Linked DNA regions of Xenopus laevis: region 2 is linked to region 1. A link is a contact called in public Hi-C data. All regions are on one chromosome and are shown on one strand. Each heading gives the region's core, a stretch centred on a gene start, on an enhancer-like site or on the middle of the called end of the contact. The rest is flanking DNA. Distances are from core to core; before and after follow the strand shown. Region 1 overlaps prdm1.L (PR domain zinc finger protein 1). Region 2 has its middle 40 kb from the start of prep.L.

The links. A called contact is a pair of places that touch in the nucleus more often than the background predicts.
Region 2: a contact with region 1 is called in a Hi-C map of the XL177 cell line, with 5 times the contacts expected there. The contact joins two enhancer-like sites. A contact is called at or near these places in 3 of 4 Hi-C or Micro-C datasets (the XL177 cell line, the XTC cell line and animal cap).

The regions. Positions count from the first base shown.
Region 1 is chr5L:83,072,218-83,078,574 of Xenopus_laevis_v10.1, reverse strand. prdm1.L (PR domain zinc finger protein 1) reads left to right here. Exons shown (of 7, transcript XM_018263353.2): 3 at 1,923-2,042; 4 at 4,474-4,723; 5 at 5,901-6,357. Among protein-coding and RNA genes, the nearest start is that of prdm1.L, 9.9 kb to the left of the region's middle. Within about 2 kb of position 3,699, at least 1 of the 7 cell types and tissues checked has an H3K27ac peak or open chromatin away from gene starts, as enhancers often do.
Region 2 is chr5L:83,348,747-83,355,103 of Xenopus_laevis_v10.1, reverse strand. No RefSeq gene overlaps it. Among protein-coding and RNA genes, the nearest start is that of prep.L, 40 kb to the left of the region's middle. Within about 2 kb of position 3,088, at least 1 of the 7 cell types and tissues checked has an H3K27ac peak or open chromatin away from gene starts, as enhancers often do.

The sequences.
Region 1 (6,357 bases), core at 2,450-4,949:
AGTTTAGGCAGTCGTATTCCCACCACCTCCCCTTCCTACAGGTTTTAGCCTGTTTTTTACCTGATCTATTCAAAATTTAGCATTTCAGCTAATCTGTTAATTAATCAAAAGTCAATACCATGCCTGTTGAATAGAGCGGTTTCTAAATCTTAAACTCTCTTTGAATTTGTTGTTTCCACCAAAATGGATTTCCTGCTAAGGAAACCAGAGCGCCTGATTATTCTTAAGGGATAGATAGCTGTGTGCTTGGCTTAACTGCAGGCTGATCTCTGCAACCCAGTGATGTCTGACATGCTGTGTCACTGAAACTTCAGCACCAGATGTTTTTCACTTGACTCTTTCAAGTAAGGGGGTTTTCAAGAAATTCTCACCAATGTGATATGCTAATGACTGCACTGATATGGAAAATATCTTACATGAAAGAGTTGTGGGGAAGTTTGAAACCTAACTGTTCATGAACTTTAAAAGTGCAGGGTGAACAAGGAACAGCACCTGCTTATATCAGAACAGGTTGTCCCCCGCAACTGAGCTTAATCTTATACACATTCTTTCATCTCATTTCCCCATGTCACTTTCCTTAAGGTACCAATTAATTAGAGTAACTGGGTACTGTCACAATCCAGAAATTCATCTTGAGATGAGTACTGTGCAACTGTAGAAGAATTACAACATATTTAACCCAGCATTTCACAGTGTTGCAAATCAGTCCTTTAAATGAGAGCCGCTCTAGAAACACATGAATCAGAACAAGCTGTGTTTTTTTTTTTGTCGGAAAAGTTCAGAGCATCTCAAACCTTTGTCTATATCGCCCTCTGTTGGCGCATGTCATCCTCCCCTGCTTATGCATGTGCTAGGGAGATCCATCAAGAAAAGTGTTAGTGCTGAAATGTGGATTAACAATGACTGGAATCCTTTTGAGGTGTGTTCATTCTGATTTGTTAATTCATTTAAATACCTATGATGCACACACTTGGCATTTATTAGAATCCATAATTAGAATCTTTATAGAGTACCGGCATTATGTTTTTGCAAGTCATAGACATCAGGTGCTCATGATTCAATTTAATCGGACCTCTCTGAGCTTTATATATCACACCAAAGAAATTGCATGGCCTCCAAAGATGACCTGGAAAATGATTTATATGTAGTTGTTGCTGTTCAAGGGTAATTACTGCAGAGAGCTGCTAAATCATTAAGTGCTCAAGATCACACTGGTTATTATGCTAAATGCGTGTGATACAAGGATTCAAGATTATATCAACACTTTCCACAAACATGGCATTGAGAAAGTTCTCCATACTTTTTCCATAACAAGTTGTATGGTCCTAAGTCTTATAAATGTTAACCGGACATTGCTATGATCCTAACAAACCATTGTAGTCTATTGTATATTGTGCTAACAGATTACTATAGCTGACAAATATTTCTTGGCAATGCGTAGCTGCTAAGCAGAGGTCAGTTTACCAAAAATATTTTCAGTTACTTTAAATAGTCTGCAAAAGATCATCATATTATTCAGTTCTGTTTCGAGCACTGCTGGTATGTCTTATATATAGGCACCGATGCACCCTTTCCTGTAAAGGAATATAATGAGTCAATAGGGAGTTCATGTAAAGATTATATACCGCAAGTCTACAGACTGTGTGCTTTTATGCAGCCCAAGGAAGGTCACTAATATATATATATATATATATATATATATATATATATATATATATATATATATATATATATATATATATATAGATATATATATATATATATTATATATATATACACACACATATATACATCGTTATACTGTAGCATTTGCCAAAATGTTTATTGCAAATTTCTTTTTTCATTAAATTCCATTGCCTTATCACTTGTTTTTATTTAGTTTTTTGTTTGTCTAATCATACATTCTTCTTTCTTCTTGTAAGGTGGTTGGAGTAGTCAGCAAAGAGTACATACCAAAAGGAACACGGTTTGGACCATTTGTAGGGGAGATCTACACAAATGACACTGTTCCAAAGAATGCCAACAGAAAATATTTTTGGCGGGTAAGTTTAAAAGAGATAAGATCTGTACTATAATCAACCAGTGCAGCGAATGATATTACATGAAAACAAATGGTGCCTAGGCTGCAAGAAATACATTTTTTTATGGGTGGCATTTTTCGTAGCTCTTTTATGGTTATCTTGCATCAGTTGTTGTAATGGGAGATATATGTGGAACTAATATCAGTGGGATTAAATATTTCCCATGGGCCACTTCCTATAACAGCTGTGGGTATTGTAAAGCCGGTTTATTCTGTCACCCACCTCTTTTGATAATTTATTTCATTATTAGATAGCTGTAGTGTTACTGGCAATCATTTCCTTGTAAGACACCTTTCATTTGGTCTGTGTATGCCTCTAAAGGAAACAGTGGCAACTCATTTCCCATATGATGCAATTCACATCCTGGCATTGCCGGCTGCGATGGGAACATCTAGTTTAAAAAAAAAAAAAAAAAATGCAAACTTTGCCTGCATCTCACTCATTGAGAGAGAGGATGTGTGGGGTTGAGTAAACCCCTTAAGTGACATTATTTCTTGTAACTGAGCTGTGAGTCAGCACATTCTCTCTGCTTTATAGAACATGGAAACATCATGAGATGGGCTAGTAGTTTCTTTCTTTGTAAACATGTGACCTCACCTTGCTGCCTATTTCACGCTCAAGCCAAATGATACAAACCCAATTTCTGGTGAAACTCAAATGTAAATGATAATTGCAATTACACTATTTTCTCCTTTTTATAATTATACTACTATAGAATCTTTTACACAGGGTTTATTAGTGCTCCTTTATCTCCTGTCACATTAGAGGTTTATATATTCATGTAGTTTATAATCTCAATGCATCTGTTTGCCAAGCGAGCGGATCTTATAGTGTATGGCCACCTTAAGTCTTCTCATCTCTTTCAATCATTGTTAAATAAGCCACAGGCATTTCAAGCAGCAGCAGCATAGTATATGTAAGATGCATTTGAGCCAACAAGCAGATCTGGTGATTGTTGCTCAAACATGCAATAGGCAGCATTTTTGAGCAACAATTTCCTGACAATGTAATGATAAAAATGTAAATTTAAACATTTAATTTTTTAAAACTGCATTCCTATACACCATGTTTTCATTTAAAAGGAAAACATGTTTTATTCTGACAGCGTTCCTGAATCCAGGAACCTATTACCTTAGGTTCCAAAAGAGGTTGTGTGACACTCCACCGCAGTAAGAGAAACCCATGTTCCTTGAAGTCTACAAACCTGGGTGAACCAGGAAAGATTACAACTCCTCTGACATTCACACAGCCCTGTTCCATTTTCTCACAATTCATACACCACAGTAATTCATGCACAGCACTTCAGCGCAGCCACATGTATTTCCCCCTTTTCAGTTACAGGAAATTGCTTTAAAAAGAAAGTGATTCTTCATTTTTCTTTTAGCATCTCTCTTTAGCTATGTCTGCCTTGCATTTTGCAATACACTGCAGCTCAATGGCATCCCTTAAAAAAAGTTATTTTGATGCATTTTAAATTTATTTCATAACTAATACATATGTAGAAAACAAACAGCAGCTTGGGGATCTATTAGACGTAGTTTAACATTAGTATAGTCCTAAATGCTGCATTGTCAATGAACATGGCTGTCTACATGTGCAGGGTAGTCTGCCGAATTCATTGACCAGAACACAATCAGTCGCTTTCATATGCACCAGGCCTGTCCTTCCCTTTAGTCTCACTTTCATACGCATAACAATATGCTAAAAGAACCAAGAATCATTTTGTCTTGTGGCATTTTCACTCTGACTAATTACATGCTATCTTCACTCTCTCCATTGTTTTTTTTTTTTTTTTTTTTTTTAACCTGGCTATAGGTTGAGGAATTTTTTTTATATTCATTTCTAACACAAAGTAGTAACACAGGACTCAACTTGTTTTCTTAAAGGAAAAGTGACTGTGTTGGCTAGGAATGAATGAGACTGTTGGCCTTGTCCCAGCTTTGCTTATTGTTATGGCAGGTGAAGTTCACTTTTGCTACACCCAGTGTTCAGACAAAAGGGCTGCATTCCAAGTAGTTATATAAGTGATGCTACAGTCTGGTGGAAGAGAGTGCAGGTAAAAAAAGAGAATTAGGAATGCTGAGAATTTTCAGAGAAATCTCCTCTCTCGTTATTATGCAGGAAAGGTACTTCAGGAAGAAGTACAGTGATAACTATTTGCACTAGAGCACATTTAAAAAATTCTATAATATGGCACTGTGTATATTTTTGATCAATGCGGGTTTGTGTGTTTTATTATAAATATATAGGTAATATTATCATTTTTAACCAACCAATAATGGACACAGCCACGCCCCACCCATTTCCTGTGGGTATTCCACTTATTTTTTATTACTTTTGCTCCTCATTTTCTAACTTTCTAATATTACTTTGTTTTGATCTTTAATATTAGATCTATTCAAATGGTGACTTCCAGCACTTCATCGATGGTTACAATGAAGATAAGAGCAACTGGATGCGCTATGTCAACCCAGCACACTCTCTTCAAGAGCAAAACCTTGCCGCTTGTCAGAATGGCATGAACATCTATTTTTACACCATTAAGCCTATACCAGCCAACCAGGAACTTCTGGTGTGGTATTGCCGGGACTTTGCTGACAGACTTCATTATCCCACTTCTGGAGAGCTTGTAGTGAATCTCCGTAAGTAGACTAAGAAACATGATCGGAATGCAAGCACTGCCTATGTGATCTCATGTTAAAACCTAGAATTAAATGGGTGTATCTGCCTTTAATAAGGGTAGTTTTGCATTTAAATACCATCTAGTGAATAGATAGGTGTGTTGCTGCTATTCATTGAAAAGGAAGTTCAGTTCATTCCATGAAAGCCAAAGAGCCAATAAGCACATTTTAGGGCCATCAAAAGAACACCAACTCAAGCACTTTAAAGGCCTTATTAAATAGGAACATTTCATATATTTTCAACAGGGAGTTAAAATTGTTCACACGTTAGCAGACACCACATAAACCCAAGATCTATGTCTTTTTTTTTTTTAAGCAAACCAACTGAGGCAACTTCTTTAGAATTTCAACTCAACTTCCTCTCTTAGGGTAAAACCTGATTGCATCTCTTGATGTACCAGACATATCTCTCCATCTCGCATTTACTGTCAGTTTCTTGGTTGTTGGGTTAATTTTTTTTTTAAAACAAACTTTCACCTATGTGGCTTATTTGAAGCGGAACATTTTGAGGGTGCTATTTCTATCTGCACAGAAGTGCAAGTATATAATGCACTTAGTCAGGCTACTCAATTATTAGTAAAATTATGTTTTTATCTGTTTAGCATTTGCATTTTGCTACTAATTTTACTGAAACACAATATACTGAAATATACTGCTGCTTAGTCAAACTATTGGAAGGCTCTAGTGGAAGTGAAACTTTACTGACTTCTTCCTCCTGAATGTTTTTTACTTTTAATTTGAAGAAATCATTTTAAACTTCCTGTTCTGTTGCAGAGATAGTGATTGTTCAGCCTAATAAGCGATGATTCCTCCAGTGGTGTCTCTCCTATTCAGAAATTGCTCAAGTTCTATTATACAAAAACGTGGCATCAAAATGCCCAAAAATACTACATGGGCCATAGGCGAGAGTACTTTCTATAAGTAAAAACTATGTAAAGCTGGCTCACAGAATTACATGTATGTTATATAGTTTTTTTTTTTTATAGATTTGTATAGCCTTGACATTTAACTGGAGTACAAAGCAGGAACATTTTGTGAAAAACATAATGTAATATTTTGAATCCTGATCATTCTAGCAAGCATTAAGGAAGCTTTATTATTCAGCTTGATTAATATTATTTGTTTCTCTTTATTTCAGAACAAAGTGTGATCATTACAGAGGAGAAAAGGAAAGAACTGATCCCCCAGAAAAACACCCCAAAAAAGGAGCATAGCGTGAAAGAAATCCTAAGGGATACAACAAGCCACTTGAAACACAAAGGCAATCTACTGAGCTCCATGTCTGCAATCACACCAGAAAAAGAAAAAGTGGATGTGAATAAAAACTGTAGCCCTGAAAGGACTTTCTTCCCGAGGGTAGTTTACCCTTTCCACTCTCACATTCATGAAGACTATTTAAAGGCATCTGTAGGCTATAACATGGACAGACAAAATTATCTGATGCATTCACCAATTCAGCCATCCACAACACCAAGTCCTTCATCAAGAAGTAGCCCTGACCAAAGTTTCAAAAGTTCAAGTCCTCACAGTAGCCCTGGTTCAGCAGTTTCACCTCATTATCCAGTGCAGGATCACAAAGAGTTCTATCCATTCAT
Region 2 (6,357 bases), core at 1,839-4,338, 280 kb before region 1:
ATGAAATTTCCTCAAATCTATATATTTCTGTGATTATATTAAACCAGTCTTTTATGGTGGGGATATTTGTGGTTTTCCAGTGTAGCGGAATTAAACGTTTTGCTGCATTCAGCAGTTGTGGTTCTAAGCCTGAGTTCAAAGTTGCAATTGGTTGTGGTTCTAAGCCTGAGTTGAAAGTTGCAATTGGTTGTGTATTGTGGAATAACAGTACTTGTGAAGGGTCTACAGGTATAGTGACCCCCAGGATCTGACTAGCCAGTGAGCATACCTCTTCCCAAAATTTTTTTAAGTAGTTTAGAGAAAATATTTTCAATCTGTACTTCTCCTAGTTGGATATTTAAATCTTTGGACCATCTGTTTATAAATGAAACTGACTCCCATTTAGTTGGAGGTTATAGCATTTTGTACAACAGAGAAATTACATGTCGTGTAGTGAGCAGGCTGTTTCAAATTTGGTAAGGTCTCCACCTAAAGTTTGTGTGCCTCCCAAGCTGTGAAAGTAGTGAGATATTTGCGTGTATTTTAAGTGGTCCGTTTGATTGAATTGTGTTGGGTTGTAACCCAAAAGGGAAAGCAGGATTATTTATCAGGGGTATTAAAGGCGATGGATAAAAGGTGAGCGAGTGTTTTGTGCGGCATTTATCCCATATCGTCATGGTGTTAGATAAGAGAGGGTGGTCTGAGTGTTTCAGTCATCTATATATGTGGTCTATCCATGGTAAGTGCAATAAATAGAAGTATGCTGATTGTTGTTCAATTTCCACCCATAGTTTTATATTTGCGTAGTGGGACCAATCTATTATTCTTAATAAAACTGATCAGTAGTAGTATGTTCGACAGTCCGGCAAAGCTACTCTTCCTTGTCGTTTGGTTTTAGTCAACGTTTTGTAAATAATTCTTGCCTTTTTATCTTGCCATACAAAATTGTTTATTATTTTTTGTATTTGGTTCAATTGCGTATCTCCTATCTGTAGTGGAAGCGTTTGAAAGATATATAGGATTCTAGGCATGATGTTCATTTTTACTATGTTCATTCTCCCAAACCATGAAATAGGTTTATCTTTCCAATTGTTCAAGTCTCTTTTGATTTTTGATATTACATGTTTCAAGTTGAGCTCAGCCCAATTTGAGGTATCTTTAGTGATCTGGAGGCCTAAGTAAGTAAATGTTCGTGGAGTCCATTTGTATGGAAAACCCATGGACAGGACATGCATCATTGTATCAGGAATAAAGACATTTAGAGCCGTTGACAATAAATTTATCTTGAAATTACTTAGGTTTCCATATTTGAGGAACTCTTGGTTGAGTGCAGGTATGGATGTTATGGGATTGGTAAGAAAGAACAGCAGATCGTCTGCATATGTGGCTATTTTATGCTGTGTATCACGTACACGTACTGTTATGTGTGGGTTTAGTCTGATGTGGCATAGCAAGGATTCTAAGGATAGTATGAATAATGTGGGGGAAAGAGGGCATCCTTGCCTCGTTGGGGTTATTGTATAGTGCCGAAATCCATGTTAACATATTTGGTCCCAGTCCCAGGTGTTTTAAACATGTGAACATGAATATCCAATTAACTCTGTCGAATGCTTTTTCTGCATCAGTAGATAAAAGCATATTCTCAATTTTATGTTTTTTGGCCCAAAATTGTAGATTGATTAATATGTTGGTATTATCCCTACCTTCTCATCCTGGGATGAATCCCACTTGTTCTGGATGTATTAAGCTGAGGAGACAGGTCAGAATTCTGTGAGAAAGAATCTTCGCCAATAGTTTAATGTACATATTTATCAGTGAAATGGGCCCATAATTGCCTGGGTCTGTGGCGTCTTTGTCTGACTTCAGGAGTAATGTGGTGCTGCTAGTGATGACTTGTCAAAGGTTTTGCCTGTAGAAATGCTATTGAATGCTGAGCACATAAATGGTAGCAGTTTTTCTTTATATATTTTGTAATAAGATACAGTGAAGCCATCTGGGCCCGGACTTTTTTTGGCAGTTTTTCGTCTCCCCTGGTAACTAGCTACTCGCTGCCACCCGAGGTAAGGTTCTCACCTTGCTTCATGGCAGTAGCAGCCCTGAGACAATTTGCTGTTCTGCAAATTATTTTAAAAAAAATGTGTGGTTTTGAGTAATATTGCTTTTAGTTAAGCAGAAGAAGGCAAATCATTCAAAAACTAAGAATTATTGAAAAGTTGCTAAGAACAGGGCCTTATAATATTTAACTTAAAGGTAAAAGTACATACATACATGTTGAACATACACTTACCTCTACCAATTTGCTCTTATCGTCATTCTTAGTGAACTTTTTTTTTTTTTTTTTTTTAAAAACTGAATACTATTGAACACTGGCATATCTTTCCTTTTTCAAATGTCTTTGGATAAGATTTCATCTTCTGAGTCATAAGGTGAGGGATTCATTTGTAGCAGATTAGTTAAGGTATCTTCAGAGCTAGACTCATAAATCCCCTTGTTTGTTGACTTGGGAGGCGAAGGTGACAGTGCCATTAAAGGATTATTGAAAATGCTATAGATTAACATTGTAGAGAAAAAGTTCACAGAGTAAGCTTTTTTGCCTATTGGAACAACAGCTTGTACTCTAAATGTGTCATTATTCTACCCGAAGAATAAATAAATTTTTTATGCCAATGAAGGATAAGATTTTCACGGGATTCATACCTATTCCTAAAACAAGATCCATGAACATCCTGTAAACGATATCCTTATAAATAATGCTTAGTGATGTCAATGGCTATAATTGGTGCTTAGTGATGTGATTTATCATGTGACTCATTGAAACTTTTGTATTATTATATAATTAATAATGTATGCCCTGTTTTATAATATGATGAGATACTGTAGTTTCTATTAACTTTATGAATAATACACAAGAGCCATGAACACTGGCATAACTAACTAACATACAGCAGACCCTGGTGGGGGGCCCTGGGCCACAGGGGGCTGTTGTATTGAATTTCCTTCACCTGGCCCCTTCTGCTTTCTAATTTGCCACCGCAAACAGGCAAGCGGGCCAGGCACACAGGCAGCCAGTAACGGGGTGGGAGGGAGGTGTAGAGAACTCAGCACATTAAGCCCAGTCCCTCCAAACATTCTCTTGCGAGGGGGAAACTGAAGGTGGAGGTCTGAGCACATTAGAGAAGGGATGAAATGGACAGAGGAGAACTGAAGGAGGATGAAGGAGGGCAAATAAGTTAAGAAGGGCTGAGGGTGGTAATACAGAGATGAGGGAGAAGTCTGAGGATTGATATATATTATATAGAGGACACATAGCAATATTTTCCAATCACTGAGCACTGACTGCCCGCTCTATTGCTATTTGTCTGGATATTTTACTAAAGTTTACATCAAAATCCTGGGAAAATAGCAGTGGTATGCCTTGGGCTCACCTACCTGCACCTGCCTGCAAAACACTGGAATATGAATAGGAAAGGGCCTGAATAAAAAGGTCAGTAATAAAAAGCAGTGCTAACAATACATATGTAGCCTTAAATGGGACCGTGATCCCCATTTGAAAGCTGGAAAGAGTCAGAAGAAGGAGGAAACTTATTCAAAAACTTTATATAAAAAAAAAAAAGGAAAAATTAAGGCCAATTGAAAAGTTGCTTAGAATTAAGGTGGCCATAAACATCGCAATTATGCTCTTTCCTACAATTGGTTGCAGGAAAGATTATTCCTTTTCATTACAGACATTTAGAGCTGAATTGTCAGATATCAGGTAGAAACAATGGCTGATTTTCCGACCTGCCAATTGACTAGCCGACCGATATCCAAGTCTTTTGCTGATATCGGTCATCTCATCTCCCGCTGTAAACATACTGAATAAATGTGAACCACCCCTTTAATAAAACAAACATAGATTTCAGCAACTTTACTATGAAAAGTAGTGTTATGTATCTGTAGTAAGTAAATCCAATTAAGCACAGTAAATGTAAGAACTATTCTGAATAATGTCATAGTCACCTTTTGCAAATCTGGGAAGATCCAAAGTGAGACACCTTTTTTAAATTAAACCTTTAGGGTGCCACATGACACTGAATTCACTGGATGAATCATCTTTATGTACTAGTTGCTGAGGTTGTGTCAAGTCACTCTTAATTGAACATGCTTCAACAAGGACTGACATAGAAGGAGAAGAATACAGCTGAGCTTGTTACATGTTAATTAGAAACACGTCCTTTCTAAATAACTTGGTGATCTCAAAAACAGAATTTCAGTTCACAAGGGCATTCGTTTTCTCATCCCTACTGGCATGACTAAGAAATGCTTTCTATATTGTAAGTTGCTTTTCCAGTCCTGATGAGAAGCCACCAACTCAATGAAAAGTCTAGGTAGGAATGCTATATTACTATTTAATGGATCTTAGTGCACAACCCAGTCTTTACAATTACATAAAATGCAGAAGAGGAAGTCATGGGATGATTTGTATACAGTATTTTAGATCACTTATGCCCCTTTCCAAGAGCAGCACAGCACAAATCTATGCAAGACTACTACTACTACATCCAGGAATTACTGTAGAATTATCAACCTGAAGCCACGTGGTGGCGCTATTATACCATAACAAGAACAATCTCTGACCTATCATCATGACACTTCAGGAATGAAAGTGTATTTTTCAAAATCAAATGTAACACCGTAATGGGGTTTTGCTTTAATATAAGGTATTTAGAAAACAATCTTCCTAAAATGGGTAATGAAAATGCAGGAAAATTTTGCTTAAGCTATGTATCCCTATTTAAATAAGTTGTTGCATGGTATTCTAATAGACTATGGGGCAGATTTATTAAAGAGTGAAGTGGCTAACGCTAGCGACTTTTTGCCAGCATTGCCACCCGCAAGCACATCGCCAATTTACTAACAGGCTTAGGCGCCAATTCGCTAGTGAAACAGACCGTCGATATTGGTCATTCGCACTCTATCGCCAGGCGACTTTTCGCTCTGGCGAACGAACGTTACTCCGCAAATTTACAAATTTACCCCTTTGCCAGAGTTGCCTTCGCCACCTCAGACCAGACAAGTGCTATAAAGCTGCTAGATCTTCCTCAATCTTCTGTCACTTACATCATATTCTGTGAGCCGAAAATGCATCAAAGTTCAAAAAACGCTGGCGACTTTTCCTTTTTTCAGAGTGATTGCCTGCAAAAGACCTAACAAACTTTTTTGGGGAACCGTTTTTTTCCAGACATTTCCTAACATATGGAACAGTGGGCTCATGTGTAGGGCATTATATTAACTCCCTGGACATGTGTAATATAAACCGGTAAGAAACCATTTGCAGCAACATTTATAATAAAGACGTCCATACAACTTTAAATTTCCTTGACCTAAGAGCAAGATCACTAGCTAGCGCATCTTCGCTATGAAATGAGCGCACAGCCGAAGTAACGCTAGCGAAAAGTCACCAGCATTCGATGCCCGGTATGAAACTTCACTTTTCAGTGAATTAGTGGATTCGTATTCGTAAATTTAGCACAATGGACTCCAATTATTGGCCTCCTGGGCTCCCTGGGAGATGGGCCCTGCCAACATGTAATATGGCACACCAATAAAAAAATACTACTGACATGCATGGTTAAATCCCTGATCCAATATATACACTCTCCAATTATGCCCAAACACTCCCCTGTCCCTTTCAGTTTCCGAACTATGTACAAATGTTTGGGAAAACAACAACAGCTGTTAAACATGTTTATTCAGTTTAATACACTTTCAGGGGCACATTTACTCGAGTGAAGGATTAGAATGAAAAATACTTTGAATTTCGAAGTATTTTTTTGGCTACTTTGACCATCGAATTGGCTACTTCGACCTTCAACTACGACTTCCACTTCGAATCGAACGATTCGAACTAAAAATCGTTCAACTATTCGACCATTCGATAGTCGAAGTACTGTCTCTTTAAAAAAAACTTCGACATCGAAAACCTACTTCGCCACCTAAAACCTACCGAGCACCAATGTGCTTTCCGAGCAATTTCTGATCGAAGGAAAATCGTTCGATCGATGGATTAAAATCCTTCAAATCGTTTGATTCAAAGGATTTAATCGTTCGATCAAAGATTTTTCCTTCGATCATTTGATCGAACGAATTGCGGTAAATCTTTTGACTTCAATATTCGAAGTCGAAGGATTTAACTTTGATGGCCGAATATCGAATAGTAACTGTGCCGCTCAGTGTTTATCTTTGATGGTGCACGTTTTGTTTAAAAGGACAGGACTCTGCAGTGAATGACGTGGCAATCAACCACTCACAGATCGCTGTTATAGTCCTTCCGTGATATTACAAACCAATAAGCAATATAGTAGCTTTAGCCTGCAGGTATAGAGAAGGTGAATGTAT